Regions from separate parts of the Lactuca sativa genome. Here region 2 is linked to region 1. A link is a contact called in public Hi-C data. All regions are on one chromosome and are shown on one strand. Each heading gives the region's core, a stretch centred on a gene start, on an enhancer-like site or on the middle of the called end of the contact. The rest is flanking DNA. Distances are from core to core; before and after follow the strand shown. Region 1 holds the start of LOC111918233 (3-ketoacyl-CoA synthase 9). Region 2 holds the start of LOC111918185 (protein RADIALIS-like 1).

What was found. A called contact is a pair of places that touch in the nucleus more often than the background predicts.
Region 2: a contact with region 1 is called in a Hi-C map of bud, with 7 times the contacts expected there. The contact joins the promoter of LOC111918185 here to the promoter of LOC111918233 in region 1. A contact is called at or near these places in 2 of 4 Hi-C or Micro-C datasets (bud and leaf).

The regions. Positions count from the first base shown.
Region 1 is chr9:199,189,674-199,197,050 of Lsat_Salinas_v11, reverse strand. It overlaps LOC111918233 (3-ketoacyl-CoA synthase 9), which reads left to right and starts at 3,639. Exons shown (of 1, transcript XM_023913903.3): 1 at 3,639-5,301. The coding sequence starts at 3,689. The coding sequence ends at 5,230.
Region 2 is chr9:199,351,525-199,358,901 of Lsat_Salinas_v11, reverse strand. LOC111918185 (protein RADIALIS-like 1) reads left to right here and starts at 4,391. Exons shown (of 2, transcript XM_023913843.2): 1 at 4,391-4,764; 2 at 5,168-5,411. The coding sequence starts at 4,512. The coding sequence ends at 4,763.

The DNA of each region.
Region 1 (7,377 bases), core at 2,390-4,889:
CTTGGACTTCCAGTTATTAGAAGTCTTTGAGATTATGGATTAATTGTTATTTGGATTGTTTATTCTTATTTAATTTATTATGCCAAATTTGATTGCAAGATCCATATGTGTTAAAGATTATTGCATTATTCCATATTGCTGAATTAATTGAGTTTAAATGATCATTCTGAGTGTGTTAATTTGAATCATAGTTATCCATGATCATTGGTAATTATGACTAGAGTTAGATCAAAACCTAGGGTTAGGAAATAAAGTGATAAACTTTAATGTGTGTGTGCATGAGTAGATGATCATTCTATTCATGATTTAATTCCAATGATCATTAGGATTAATAAAGATCAAATCTTGCTTAATACGAACTAAACACCGATTTACATGATTGTTTGTTCACTTGATCACTGAATTAATAGTTGCGTTGAAATCAAAAGATTAGTAGTCTGGTTATGATGTCGGTCATATTAGGAATTGGTGAATAATGAGTAAATATCCATTGCACTTAGTAGCTAGCAGTATTTTGAGATGAAATCCAGTCTAAACCAAAGTACCTAAAGAGCTTTGTTTCCAGTCAGTTTATCGAGATTTTCCGTTTAGCTGTTTGTTTGAGATTTAATTCCAATAAGCCCCTCTTTACTGTTTTTGTGTGTTTAGTGTAACCTATAATAAAAAACTCCAAATTAATTCACTATCATTCCCCTTGTGTTCGACACCTGGTTTTACCACAACTATACTATTGCACGATTAGGTACATTGCCAAGTGTGTTTATTACTTAGGTTGCGATAAAATTAGTTTTATAAATTTAAAACTTGAGCAATTTCAAATATATACATAAAAACACACATCAAAAGTATTCTAGATATGATGGTGTATTGTACTTTATAGTATCCTACTTTCTAGTTTTTCCTATTTTAATATTGTACTTTGAGAAATCTTACCAATTTGTATCTCATTCTTGCATTTGTGATGAATAATTATGGTGTGTTGAAAGAGGAACCAAATTTGCATTTGTTGATGATTTACCCACATGGTGGATGTTGTTGATTGCCGCATGTTATACGTTTTTACCCTTATGGGTGAAAATAAGTACACCTCATGTATTGGATCTAATATATATAATAGCAATGTATTTTCTTACTTGTTTAAAGTTGTTAAAAATATGTAGTTTCTAAGTCATTTGTCTTCTTCTCACATGTCACTAATTTACAACTAAGACAAACACAACTTAAATAGCATTTGATGGATTTTATGAGATAATTTAACACTCGGTAATCCAGCAAATGGTTTCTAGTTGTTAAACATTTATTATATTTTGTGTGTAGGTGTATTAGACATTTTTATATATTAGATGATTTGTATAGTATGTCTATTAATTTAAGTTGTTTATCATAATAACGTACATGATGTTAACTGAACAATATTTGACATATAAATGATTTTAAGTTGTTCAACAATAGTCATGACAAATAAAAAAGTGTGATCAAATGTCAATAATAGTCACCATTTAATCTATTATGTGTCACTAAAAGTCGATAATAGTTATGACAAACGAAAAAACATGTGACTAAAAGTAGTTTATAATCAATGGTTAATATATTACGTGCTACTAAAATTCAATAGTAATCATAACAAACGACAAAACATATGACTAATTGTAGTTTATGGTCACAGTTTAATAAAAGATGTGTTACTAAAAGTTAGTAATAATCATGACAAATGAACGAAACATATGACTAAAAGTAGTTTATGGTCATAGTTTAATATATTACGTATCACTAAAAGTCAACAATAACCATGTCAAATGAAAAAACATTTGACTAATATTAGTTTAATGGTCATGCTTTAATCTATTATGTGTCACTAAAAGTCAGTAATAATCATGAAAACAAAACAACTTGTTAGTGAGTAATTTATTGTGACGGTTATAAAAAAAATGATTGATAAAACTACAAAAATCGGTACCCTTTGATGACGGTTTTTACGTATAATAGTAATGGTTTTTTATGGGTTATAGTCAACACAATTAAACGTTATCATAACTTACCTTTAATGATGAACTTTTCCTTTCATATTAAATGAAAAAAAATACATCATAAAATGTCTATGGTGACAAGTTTTTTGCGTGACCAAAGACCAATTTTTTACTAGTGAAACAACATTGAATAATTAACAACTTATCATCTTCCAAATTACATATTAGACAAGTAACAATACCCAACATGTGTTTCCATCAAGTTATCTACTAATAGATTGATATGAATGATCTTTTGGAGACATAATGCGAATAATCAATAAAAACATCTGTCTAAAATACCAAAACAAAAATAGTAACAAGAACGAGAAAAAACCAGCGTCGAACAATAACAACAACAAGAATCAATTACCAAGAGATAGAAAAGCATACCCAAAAAAAGGAGATCAAAAAGTATACCTAACAAAATTAGATCGAAACCAAATCTACTAAACATATACCAAATAAGGACATTTTGATCCATGATAGTGTGCATGCTACAAAGTTTTCCACAATCATGAAATTAACAGACATGAATCGAATAGCGCTCTAATACCTCGCGTATAAATTGATAAAAAAAAAAAAAAAAAATCAAAGGAATAAAACTAAGGTCTATTATTGAAATAAAAAGTGAATTACAACTATAAATACATAAATAAGGAAGGTATATATGGTGAACTTATGCATAAATAAAAGGTCAATGAAAAAATAACCCAATATTTTTTTTTATTATGCTAACACTCTACACCATAAATATCTATTAAAATATACATGTTCATATGAAACCCAATATTTTTATTAAGCTAACACTCTACACCCGTAAATGTCTTTTAAAATACATAACAACATATGTCATTTAATATGATAGCCATCATGATTTTGCGTGTGTTACAAAATCATCTAAAGCGATGCTTGTGAGCCTCGATTGCAGTTCACATGCTAAGAAACATATACCCACATTGATTGTGATGTTACGATAACCATCAATCAATTACGATGAAGGTGTTGAACTAAGTTATTAATCATAAAACTTAATGACATTATGTAGTAAGAATTATAGTTTAGAGTTCCAACTATAAAAACCAAACTCTTCTAATGTTTGATAGAACGTAATAAATACATGTTATATAGTTAAAATATGAAAACTTGCATGTAAAAAATAAAATATGATGTTTAACATTTTCCATGTCAATCGTGATGATACGTACGTACGTAGTTTAGTGGTGGTGTAGTGTAACTCGAGACACTAGATCACAATAGATCTAGAGGTCAAATCCTTATAAAACATCCAAAATTGTGTGTGTTTTGTAAATGACCTTCAACATAACTTTTAGAGCCGTCTATATAATACAATTGAGTACCTTGAAGGAGAATAAAAATGTAAGATTCATTTTTATAACAAATAAATAGCTTTAACAAAAACTTGTAAATAAATAAACAATAATCTAGTTTAGGGACACTATATTTTTCCATTAGGATAAGTAATAATAATATAACCAATTATTGAAGAAACCATTCAAATTCACGACACGTGGACCTTGGCAGTTGATGGTTGGATCGACTTTATTTCTCAAAGTTAATTGTTCCATACCGTTTCTAGTTTCTACTATCCTTCTCTATATATAGTATTTCACCTCTTCGCCAACTCTCCACAAAACCAGTCCTTTCAACCACTACCACTAATGGCCACCACTTCTCTCCACCAGTCCACCGCTGAAAGCGCCACCACCGTCGAGATTCAACAACTGAGTCACCCACTTCCAAACTTTCTCAATAGTGTTAAGCTGAAATACGTCAAATTAGGCTACCACTACCTCATGAGACACCTTGTTACCCTCCTATTCCTCCCTCTTATCGCCATCACCGCTGTCCATGCTTCCCAGGTAAACCTTGATGAAATCGGAAAACTGTATCTTCATCTTCAGTATAATTTCATCGCCGTCATGGCGTTATCTGGAGTTGCCGTTCTTGGATCCACTGTCTACCTTATGAGTCGACCAAGACACGTGTACCTTGTTGATTACTCATGTTACCGTCCGCCGGAAAACTTGAAAGTCAAATTCGACGTGTTCATGGAACGCTCGAAACTGCATGGAGGTTTCAATGAGTCAGCGCTGGAGTTCCAAAGGAAGATACTTGAACGTTCTGGTCTTGGAGAAGAGACTTATCTCCCACCGGCGCTGCACAGCGTTCCGCCGGTACCTTCCATGGCCGCTGCTAGAGAAGAAGCGGAGCAAGTTATGTTTGGAGCTCTTGATAATCTGTTCAAATCCACCAACCTTGATCCCAAAGATATTGGAATCTTGGTTGTGAATTGCAGTCTTTTTAATCCGACCCCGTCGCTATCTTCCATAATAGTCAACAAATACAAACTCCGGGGAAATATTAAATCCTTTAACCTCGGTGGTATGGGGTGCAGCGCCGGCGTGATCGCCGTTGATTTGGCCAAAGACATGCTACAGGTACACCGTAACAGCTACGCAATTGTCGTCAGCATGGAGAACATAACTCAAAATTGGTACTTCGGGAACAAAAAATCAATGCTGATCCCAAACTGTTTATTTAGAGTCGGTTGCGCCGCCGTGCTTTTATCAAACAAGTCCACCGATAAACGCCGTGCAAAATACAAACTCCTTCACGTCGTACGAACCCACCGTGGATCTGATGACACCGCATTCAACTGCGTCTACCAAGAAGAAGACGACGCCGGAAAAGTCGGAGTTTCACTATCCAAAGACTTGATGGCGATCGCCGGTGGTGCATTAAAAGCAAACATCACCACTTTAGGCCCACTCGTCCTTCCGATCAGCGAGCAGCTTTTGTTCTTCGGCACCCTAATCGCAAGAAAACTAACAGACTCCAGATTAAAACCTTACATACCGGACTTCAAGCTTGCGTTTGATCACTTCTGTATTCATGCCGGCGGGAGGGCAGTTATAGACGAGCTGGAGAAGAACTTGCAGTTGTCGGAGGAACACGTGGAGCCGTCGAGGATGACGTTGTATAGGTTCGGAAACACGTCATCAAGCTCGATCTGGTATGAGCTGGCTTACACGGAGGCTAAAGGGCGTATGAAGAAAGGAAACCGTGTTTGGCAAATAGCTTTCGGCAGCGGTTTTAAATGTAACAGCGCCGTTTGGGAAGCCATTCGAACCGTCAACCCGTCGGATAGTAACCCGTGGGCCGATTGCATTCATAAATTCCCTGTAGAAATATGTGTGTAAATGTATTATTTTAGTGTTGGAGAATTATAAAATATCATATATATATACCCTAGTTTGACTTGTTTTTCCAACTCTTGAAGTAAGTATGATTGGACTTATTGAACTTAAAGGGTTGTATACTTGTATTCTCTATTTGTTTTTTTTTTTTTTTTTTTTTTTTTAATTATAAGAAAATATTGGAAGTTGTTGTGTTCATTAAACAGTAGTCAAAGATGCATGACGTCGATTTTATATATAATATATTTTATTCTTTCGTGTTAAATTATAGACTAATGATGGTACTTACACAGTCTCTTTCCCATTCGAGTGATATTTGAATATTTCTATTAATCTTTAGTTTACGTACACGTGAAAAGGTGATACAAAGAAATGAAAATGAAAGAAAGTTATTTGTAGTGTTTATCAAACTAGTGTCAAAGCTAATAATTTTATTTATAAGAGCTAACTTCAAAGCTAGAATGTGAAATTACCATTGAATATGGCTTTTCCTTTATGAATCGTACAGTTTCACTCACAGTAAATGCTTTGTTGGGTCGATTAGTAATTCTATGTCACTCATTACATAAGACATGGTCCGAATGCCTCAAGAATGTGTTTTGGATATATAAGATGTGGTAGCAATCTGATACGGTTAGTCGAGGTCAATGCCATTTAAAACATGGTTGAATAGGATTCACTATCTGCACTTGCAGGTTCTTCAAAATATTTTATATGCATATATATACCACCAAGCTACCGCCCTCTTAAAGGCTACTTATGTCGTTTTCTCGATATAACTTCTCTTGTCCTACCATATTCTGAGAAGTAGCTGTAACATTGTCATCTTATCCACAATCATTAGGTCGGTAGTGTTTGATATATAAATTCTAAATGATCAGCTCGTTGTCTACCTCATGTTCGACATTATGAGGGTGGACGGAGAGTGGTTCCGTTTGGGAAGTATACGGTGGTCGACACCTGCTATACCGCCGGGAACACAGCTCCGCTGTTGCTGGTGTCTAGACGGTTTTAAATATATTTGAGGCCCTGGAAAAAAAAAAATAAGAGGAAAAAAGGTTACCAGTTACACAAATCATATATGACTAATGGATTGATTTTTGGGTTTTAGAAAAAACAAATTTTTAGGTGTTGCTTTGTTTTCTTTATATAAAAATCACAAAAGAATCGTGTGGAAAAAATGATATCATTTTGTGTATAAATTTAATTGTTAAGTATATTATAAATTATAGTTATTATTATGTATCTATCTTTCGATTGAAAATAAGATAACTAACAAGTAGTATGAGTTTACAGTTTATATAAAAAGCTAACATATAATGACAAATCTTTATAAATAAAGTTAATCTTTAATTATTTATTTATTTATTATTTTATTTTATAAGTTCCATGTGTTTCGATTTTCATCATGGTTGGTCTATCATCCATATAAAAAAATTATATGCTTTTTAATTTATTTTATATTGTTATTTAAAAAACCAATTTAAAAAATAGGGAAAAAAAGAAGTCACAAGAACACCACACTCTTCTTCTTCCCCAACCCGTCTGGTTGCAATTCTGCCTTAAGAATCATCGATTTCCTTTTTACGAATAGTCCTAGAAACAATTGATTTTTTGATTTCTACAATCTTCAACCTTAATGGCAAACAATGATCCATAGAGAGGAGGAAACCACCAAAGACAGCGGAGCACAAGTTGCTCCGATCGTCAAGCTTGAAGAAGTCGATGTTAATACTGTGTAAGAAGACAATGATGCTATTCTCAATCTGTAGTATATCCTTCTTGATATGGTCTTATTTTGCTTTGTTGTTTATTATATGGTTATGATATTAACCTTTAATTTTTTCTACTTTTTAGTAAAGTCAATTTATATTGGTTTGATAACGATGGAAGACAGTGGAAAGAAAGAGGTGTCGATTCACATATGTTATGTTGTATAGTTGTACCTACATGATTGTTCAAGCACATGATGGAAACAATAAGTCATGTGGTATGCGATTTTCGGTGACACAACTTCCCAAGCCTCTTACTCCCTGAGTTTGCTACTACGGAGCAGGCCCGGATGACTCGGTACTTGAGCATGCTCAAGACGGATATTCGACAATTTGTGTCTACCTAGCGATACAGTACTCTCACTGAGCTTCATGATT
Region 2 (7,377 bases), core at 3,142-5,641, 160 kb before region 1:
GTGTTACATATTTTTCTTCCCATGATCATTACAGCCCCATTATCGTGTGGCCAAAATCCTACATATGTGACTTCAGCAACTTGACCAATCATTGTCTTGTTCTTTCCTATGTTCCATAATCTTTTTACGACTTTTAAGAAAAGTATTGTTTTGATGTTTAACAGAAATCTTGAAGCTAGAGAAACATCGACAACACCAATCATTACATTGATGGAGAGATAGAGTTGTGTTCATGCAAACCGGTTGTAGTTGTTACAATTGGTGAGAGATGTGACCCATGGACAGAAAAGAAATTAGCTTGAAGTTATCCTTAATCTACTGGGTGGTGTAGTCTATATGGAAGGCCCAAAATTCTTGGCTGTTCGGGGAAAGGAAAGTATCCCGTGTAAAAGTGGTGTATAAAATTCAGTTAAATGCTTACAATTAGATTAAGTACGTTCCATTTGTTGGCTTGATTGATTTATTTTTCCTTATTAGGCTTGTAACTTGTAATTTTTGTACTTTGTTTTTCGTTCTAGCTCATTGCTGGATTTTTATACGTTAAAAAAATTTAATTTGTTTTCTTACTAAGAACATCTGAAATGCATAAGTCTTTTATAAAGACTATTGTATTTGTAATTAGATTTTTCACTAACAATTTGATAAAAAGGTTTTACTATTAACTCATATAAAGCTTTTTTAATCTCTTAAGAATGATTTGCGGGATAAAAAAGCTTTTTACTAGGAGGTTATATATTTTTAAATGACCCATTTAAAATGTAATGTTTTCTTTTTTTCAAAAGGTTTGCATCGAAGATGTTCTAAGGCCATGCTTGGAATGTTCGTATATATATATATATATATATATATATATATATATATATATATATATATATATATTAGAGGTTTTTCTTTCTTTCTTTCTTTTTTTTTAAAAAAAAAAATTATAATTTAATGTTAATCTATATTAGAAAAGTAGTAATGTTTATCTTATAAATAAGATTGAACATTTTAGGGACTCCTTGTAGTACAAATATCAAAATACTATACTCAAAGGTATAAAAATCAAAAGATTAAGGAATATAGTATTCTCATGTACGTACCTTACATGATGCCTTCATATTTCCCCGCATCAGCAAATCAACTACGATATAATTCAACCTCTTTATGTGTGAGAGAGAGATGAAACTTTAATGCAAAAATTATAAAAAAATGGTAATATAAATGAAATTATTAATTGCAACAATGAAACACTGAGCCGGCTAAGGGTTACCATCAACTCACCATAAAAATGTATGTCTATTACCAAACTATTAACTACTACGAAACTATTAACCTTTAGAAATGGTTACCACTTTATAATATTTAACTTTTTATTTATTATTTTTTTTTGACATTAAATAAAATAAAAAACATAATTAATTAATAAGAACATTACTTAAAACCAATTACATAACTTAAATTTAGAGGTTGTTTGGCTTAGCTTTTTAAACCCTAAAAGTTTTTTTTGAAAAAGTTACAAAAAGTCAGGATTTCATGATTTTTCCAAAAAGTTCTTTTTGCTTATGTAAAAACTTCAAAAGAAACCATTTTGCCAAACATCTTTTGTTTTTTTTTCTTTTTCAAAAAATACTTTTGGTTTTAAAAAGCCAAGCCAAACACCCCCTTAAAACCTAAATTACTAAAAAAAACATAGAATTTTAAACCTAAGTTACTAAAAAAACATAGAAAATAATAATAATAATAATAATAATAATAATAATAATAATAATAATAATAATAATAGGAGTATAAAAGTCTATAGGGTGGAATTTATAAATTTTAAAAATCTATTTTGCGAAGGAAATTAGGGATGAGATTTGTTACTTTTGACCCAAATTACTTAACAGACCATAGTCTACAATTGTTGAAAAATATGTTCCTCACTTGAAGACCTACATATTTCACATCTTCAAAGTTTTGCATATTTTGCATCTTCAAAGTTTAAATGTCAAATGTTTTTTTTAATTGCTTCTAAGGCCTCCAAACCGTCAAAAAGGAAGCCAACCAATAGCAAGCTCCGTCTTCGTCCGTCTTTGTAGAGACTCCAACAAAGTCAACGGACGTTGGAGCGGTGTTCACGCGTCCTTGTGGCTGCCAAGTCAGCTTTAACGTGTGAGTTTATACTCTACTCCTAATAGCCTAATGCTAGCCCTTCCACCAAAGATAGATGTGAAATGAAAAAAGAATCTTGTGGTACTGGTGGGTAGATGGGGTACATAAATGGATGTACATGATTGCCTGATATCACCAAGTTTATCGTATAAATCAAAATAATCAAGTAAAATGTACTATATGTGATCATCTTCAACACATAATCAAAATCAATAATAAGATTAATTTTGTATTTATCCGCAAGAGTGTAGAAGGACTTGCCATTCTTTTTAATTGCCTAATATTATTATCCATGATGTAATGAAATCCGGCTAATACCGTGGAATAAAAGATTTGCTAACGTTACATGTTTACATGCTAATATAAACATATTAAGTTAATTACTAGTTTAGTCTATTCTTATTGTTAAATGTTAATTTCCGTTCTAGCGTTTAAATCTGATAAGCTAGTTTAAAACTAACCTTAAATGTTACAAGATATTTTTTTTTGCCTTTTATCGAAGAACAACTTAGAAATTTGAAAAATACTTTAAAAATGCGAAGAACAACTATCTTATATCCGGATTCCGGATTCCGGAATATCTATTTGAAAATGTTACTTTTTTTTCCCTAGAAAATGTAATTTTAGTATATGACATAAAGTCACTCGGTGACAAATAAATGGACTCCAAAATACAATGTTAATTTCTAACTCGGGTTATTTTGGTAAATAGAGAAAAACTTAGTTACTATATATCTTATATCCTATATATATCTCCCAAAAATTGAAATGAGAGAAACTGTATATAGTACCTAGAGGTTACAGTGACCTTTTATTACATAATATTAAATCCTTCCAAATCTCAAAAAACAATTTTGTTTGTACTGTAGTAAGAGCCAATAAAAATTTAAGACATCAAAGAGATAGATTAAGACAACACATATTTAAAAAAAAAAAAAAAAAAAAAAAAAGGTTGTGGTTACCCTTAAAAGCATTTATATAATATGCATTGTCAGCATGATATTAAGAAATCACCTGGTGTCATTAACTGAAAAAAGTCCATATAAGCTAATCATCGTTCATTTGCTCACTTCATTGAAGATACATATTCATTTCTGACGAAAAACAAATACTGTCTTTATCAATAATCGATCTTTTGTGGTGTGTACGTAAACAGTTTGATCAAATATTTACAATAACAGAAACATTAGTAATGGGAATATGGGATTCATAGTTCATAAGGTAGAATTAACAATTGTAAATGTGTTGACATTTTCGTGTGCGAGTGAAATAAATCATTGTACGGACACAGCTGGCTAGCTACAATACTAATTGGACTTTTCTTTAGGACAAAGGTACTTCTTCAAGATAACCATGTAGTTTTTTTTTTTTTTTTGATAAATTCAAAGGTTACTTCTTTTCTAGTGAACTAGTGGCTCTTAAAGATGGGATTTGACACCTTATGGTCACTTGTTATATATGGCGACTGGACCCACCTTACTCTATGATATGCTTATCTTTTAAGACAGTGACTTACTAAATTGGCCTAATTAAAGATTAGATAGTAGATCCCAATAAACCAAATCGCATGAATGTGGTTGATGCTTGGATTTCAAATACGAAACAAGAAACAAAAAGGCTCGGGGTATCTCCTATATCAAGTAATAGTATACTAAGTCTGTTTTTAAGATCTTGATATGGTTTTAATCCACATGCTGTCATGGAGATTGTAGCTAATAATATGTTGGAAGAGATTGGGGGATCTCTAAGAATTACGAAAATTATCGTAGATATTACCAAAAGAGCCTTTGAGATTGAGGGCTACTCTAACATATAAAAAGAGAGAGATGAGACCATGTCTAGCTGATATGTGAAACGAACACGTTCAATTGTTGTTCAATTTTATGTTCTTCAAAAGAGCTTTTAAGAGAGAGAGTATACTATAACATATATAGATCGAACAGACAAGGCTGTGTTTAGCAGATATGTAACACTAACATTACATCATTAACATTTCCTAATTAAAGATATTGAAGATATGTAACACTAACATTACATCATTAACATTTCCAAATTAAAGATATTGATTCTTCCACCAAACTAGGGATATCTTTTGTCCTACTCATTTGTGGTGCTTAAGGATACAAGTCACTTCAAATTCTTGTCTTTAGGCAACCTTTACAAGCCAACTAGCACAACCCCACTTCACCCCTTCTTTTATGGAGCTATAAAAAGACATTGCCACCTATTGCAACAAACCACTTCTTAAGGCTTGACTTAGAGTACTGTTCTTTATTCTTTACACCTAAAGTCTCACAATTTACTTCCTCGATCTTACTTTTCCACCATTTTCCACACATCAACTCCATACTCTTCCTTTTTCTTCATAGCGTATTTGCATGGCAACTAACTCTATGTCCTCAAGTGGATCGGGTTCATGGACAGCCAAGCAAAACAAGGACTTTGAAGTGGCTCTTTCTGTGTTTGACAAAAATACCCCTGACCGTTGGCACAATGTTGCCAAAGCTGTTGGTGGGAAGACTGCAGAAGAAGTGAAGAGGCATTATGAAATCCTTGTTGAGGATGTGAAGCACATCGAGAGTGGTCAAATTCCTTTTCCAAATTATAGGACCACTAGGGGGCATAACTAAGGTAACATATATACGAAACCAATAATGATCACCCATATACATATAATAACAAGCTATCACCTTCTTTAATTATATATAAATATAATATATCATGTCCCCGTTTTGACCATGTTACACATTGGTTCTAGTTCATATGAATTCATAAAACTAAATAACTAATAGTAACACCTATGATCAATATTAGTTGCTAGAGTACAAAATAGAGTACTTATTGTGGCCTAAAAAATAAATAGTAAAGATCCCAATCTATTCTGAACAATATTACCTTGTGGCAACCATAACAATTTTCAGAAAACAAAACTTATAGGGCTATGGAATAAACGCGAAGAAATTAACTGAAGACAATATTTATAGAAAATGATGATTTTTCTTCTATATTCATGAATCTCTTTTTCCATTTTCAGGAAGACAAACGTAAAGCTAAGCATCAATAAACAGGAGAACGATCTTCGTCTTCCGACTACCATGCAATACTATTACATTATTGTAATTCTGGAATCAATAATAAAATTGATTCCTTGATGTAAGTTGATTTCTGTTACATCCTAGCAGAAAATCTCTATCGTTTATAGTTTTCCTGAGGTGAAAATACCAGTATATATCGTCTGAAATCACAGGCGAAGATCTGGTTTATGCTTCTTTTTTCCATGCAATTTCCGCAATTTTGCTGTAATCAATTCTCTAATGAATTCAATATGTTTATTATATGCGTTATAAAAAAAATCCAAATATATATAAATGAAAGAACCTCTGCTAGATTTATTATTTGAGTTAGGGTTATGAGAGCTTCTAACCTTTGGCTTGAAACTAGGGTTTGCACTGGATGCCTACACGGTCGCTGCATCAGGTAGCATGTATGAAAAAGAATTTGTAAAAAATATTTAAAAAGGGATTTTGAAACAAAAACCTAATATGTAAAATATATATATATATATATATATATATATATATATATATATATATATATATATATATATATATATTAAAAAACACTAACAAAAACAATCTAAAGAAATCTTATATAAAGACATTTCTCCATGATTTTTTGATATTATTACCAATTATAATAGCTAGCCCTAAAAATATTAGACAATTATTGTTACATAGATGATTGATAAACTTTTTGTTGTTATTCCTAATGGTTGTTAGCTACGTTTGATTATGATAAATGATCATATATAATACATAGATTTAGAAAGAAAAACAAAACAAAACGCAAATAGCCAAATACTTTCAAAAATAAAAGAGATCATAATCTTAAAATTTTACATTTTATGAAAAAATTGATAATAGAAATATATACTACAATATGGTTAGAAAACAACAAAATCTTTAGCAATAAATAAGTTGCTATGTAAAAAATAATAACTATCTTGGTAGAAAATATTAAAAAGAAAGAGGATGTTGGGTTTCGAACCTCAGGCCTTAATTAAGGTTGAAAACCATTGGTGTGGTGCATCGGTGATATTGGTTAAACGATGCTGCACATTAAATATAAAATAATTAAAATATTAATACGCAAGAGTAAAAAAGAGGCGAAAAAGCATGAGTTCTTACCTTCTTCTAATTCCATAAACCAAGATCTACATTTATCATGTGTGCAATAACAATCTACGTTAGGAGCCATAATATAAAGAAAACCTTCTCATTTGATGAATTGGAAACATTGTTTTCCATTAATATTTACCCAATTCATATATTTGTTTGATGTGTTTTCGGAGGAAGTTTGAAAAAAAAAGATGTAAAAGATTATGCAAACAAAAATAGTAAAAACTATTCAGTAGAAAAACATAAAAAATCAAAGTCGAAATTTATTTAGGAAAATTTGTAAACATTTTTCGAGTGAATATGTAAAGAATGTTGGAAAAAAAGATTTACACAAAGTTGTATAAAATGGTATAAAGAAGTAAGTTTAAAAAAATATAAAAAGATATTGTGGACATTTTGTAATCTATAAATTATTTTTACCAAATTTGTAAATAATTGGGTTAAATTTTAAAAAAAGTAAACAAAATTCTTAAAAAAATTTAAAACGTTGTGATAAAACAGTAAAAAGAAAACAATGTGGGTTAAAACTGTAAAAATGAAAAGTGAAGGGGCAATAACTGGGTCTAGTAGTTATGTGGGTCCGATTTTGTTCGGATCTAGCACCTTGGGCCGGTTTGGTGTTAATGCGCCCAAAAATACCTGCCATATTGACCCTGGTAAAAAAATGAAAATCATGCCTTAAAGAATTGAACTTTGGTGCTGATTTAGAGAAAAACCGCTTACCAGTGAGCTAGCATTAATTCCATGTTATATTAGCTATGAAAATAATATAAAAAATAACTTGAAGATACTTTATAGGGAAAAATATTCTGAAATGTAACTAACTGTTGAGTTTGTTTTCATTTGGTCCATTTTTTTGTACCTAATATATTATCAAACTTTTTGTTTATATTCACCATAACCTTTTTGACCGGCTATCACTGGTGACAATCTGTCAAAAGGTTATGGTGTACACAAACAACTAGTTTGATGGTGTATAGGGTACAAAAAAAAAAAAAACCAAATGATAACAAACTCAACAGTTGGTTACCATCATGAGTCATTTTCCCCCGAAAAGTTAAATGAA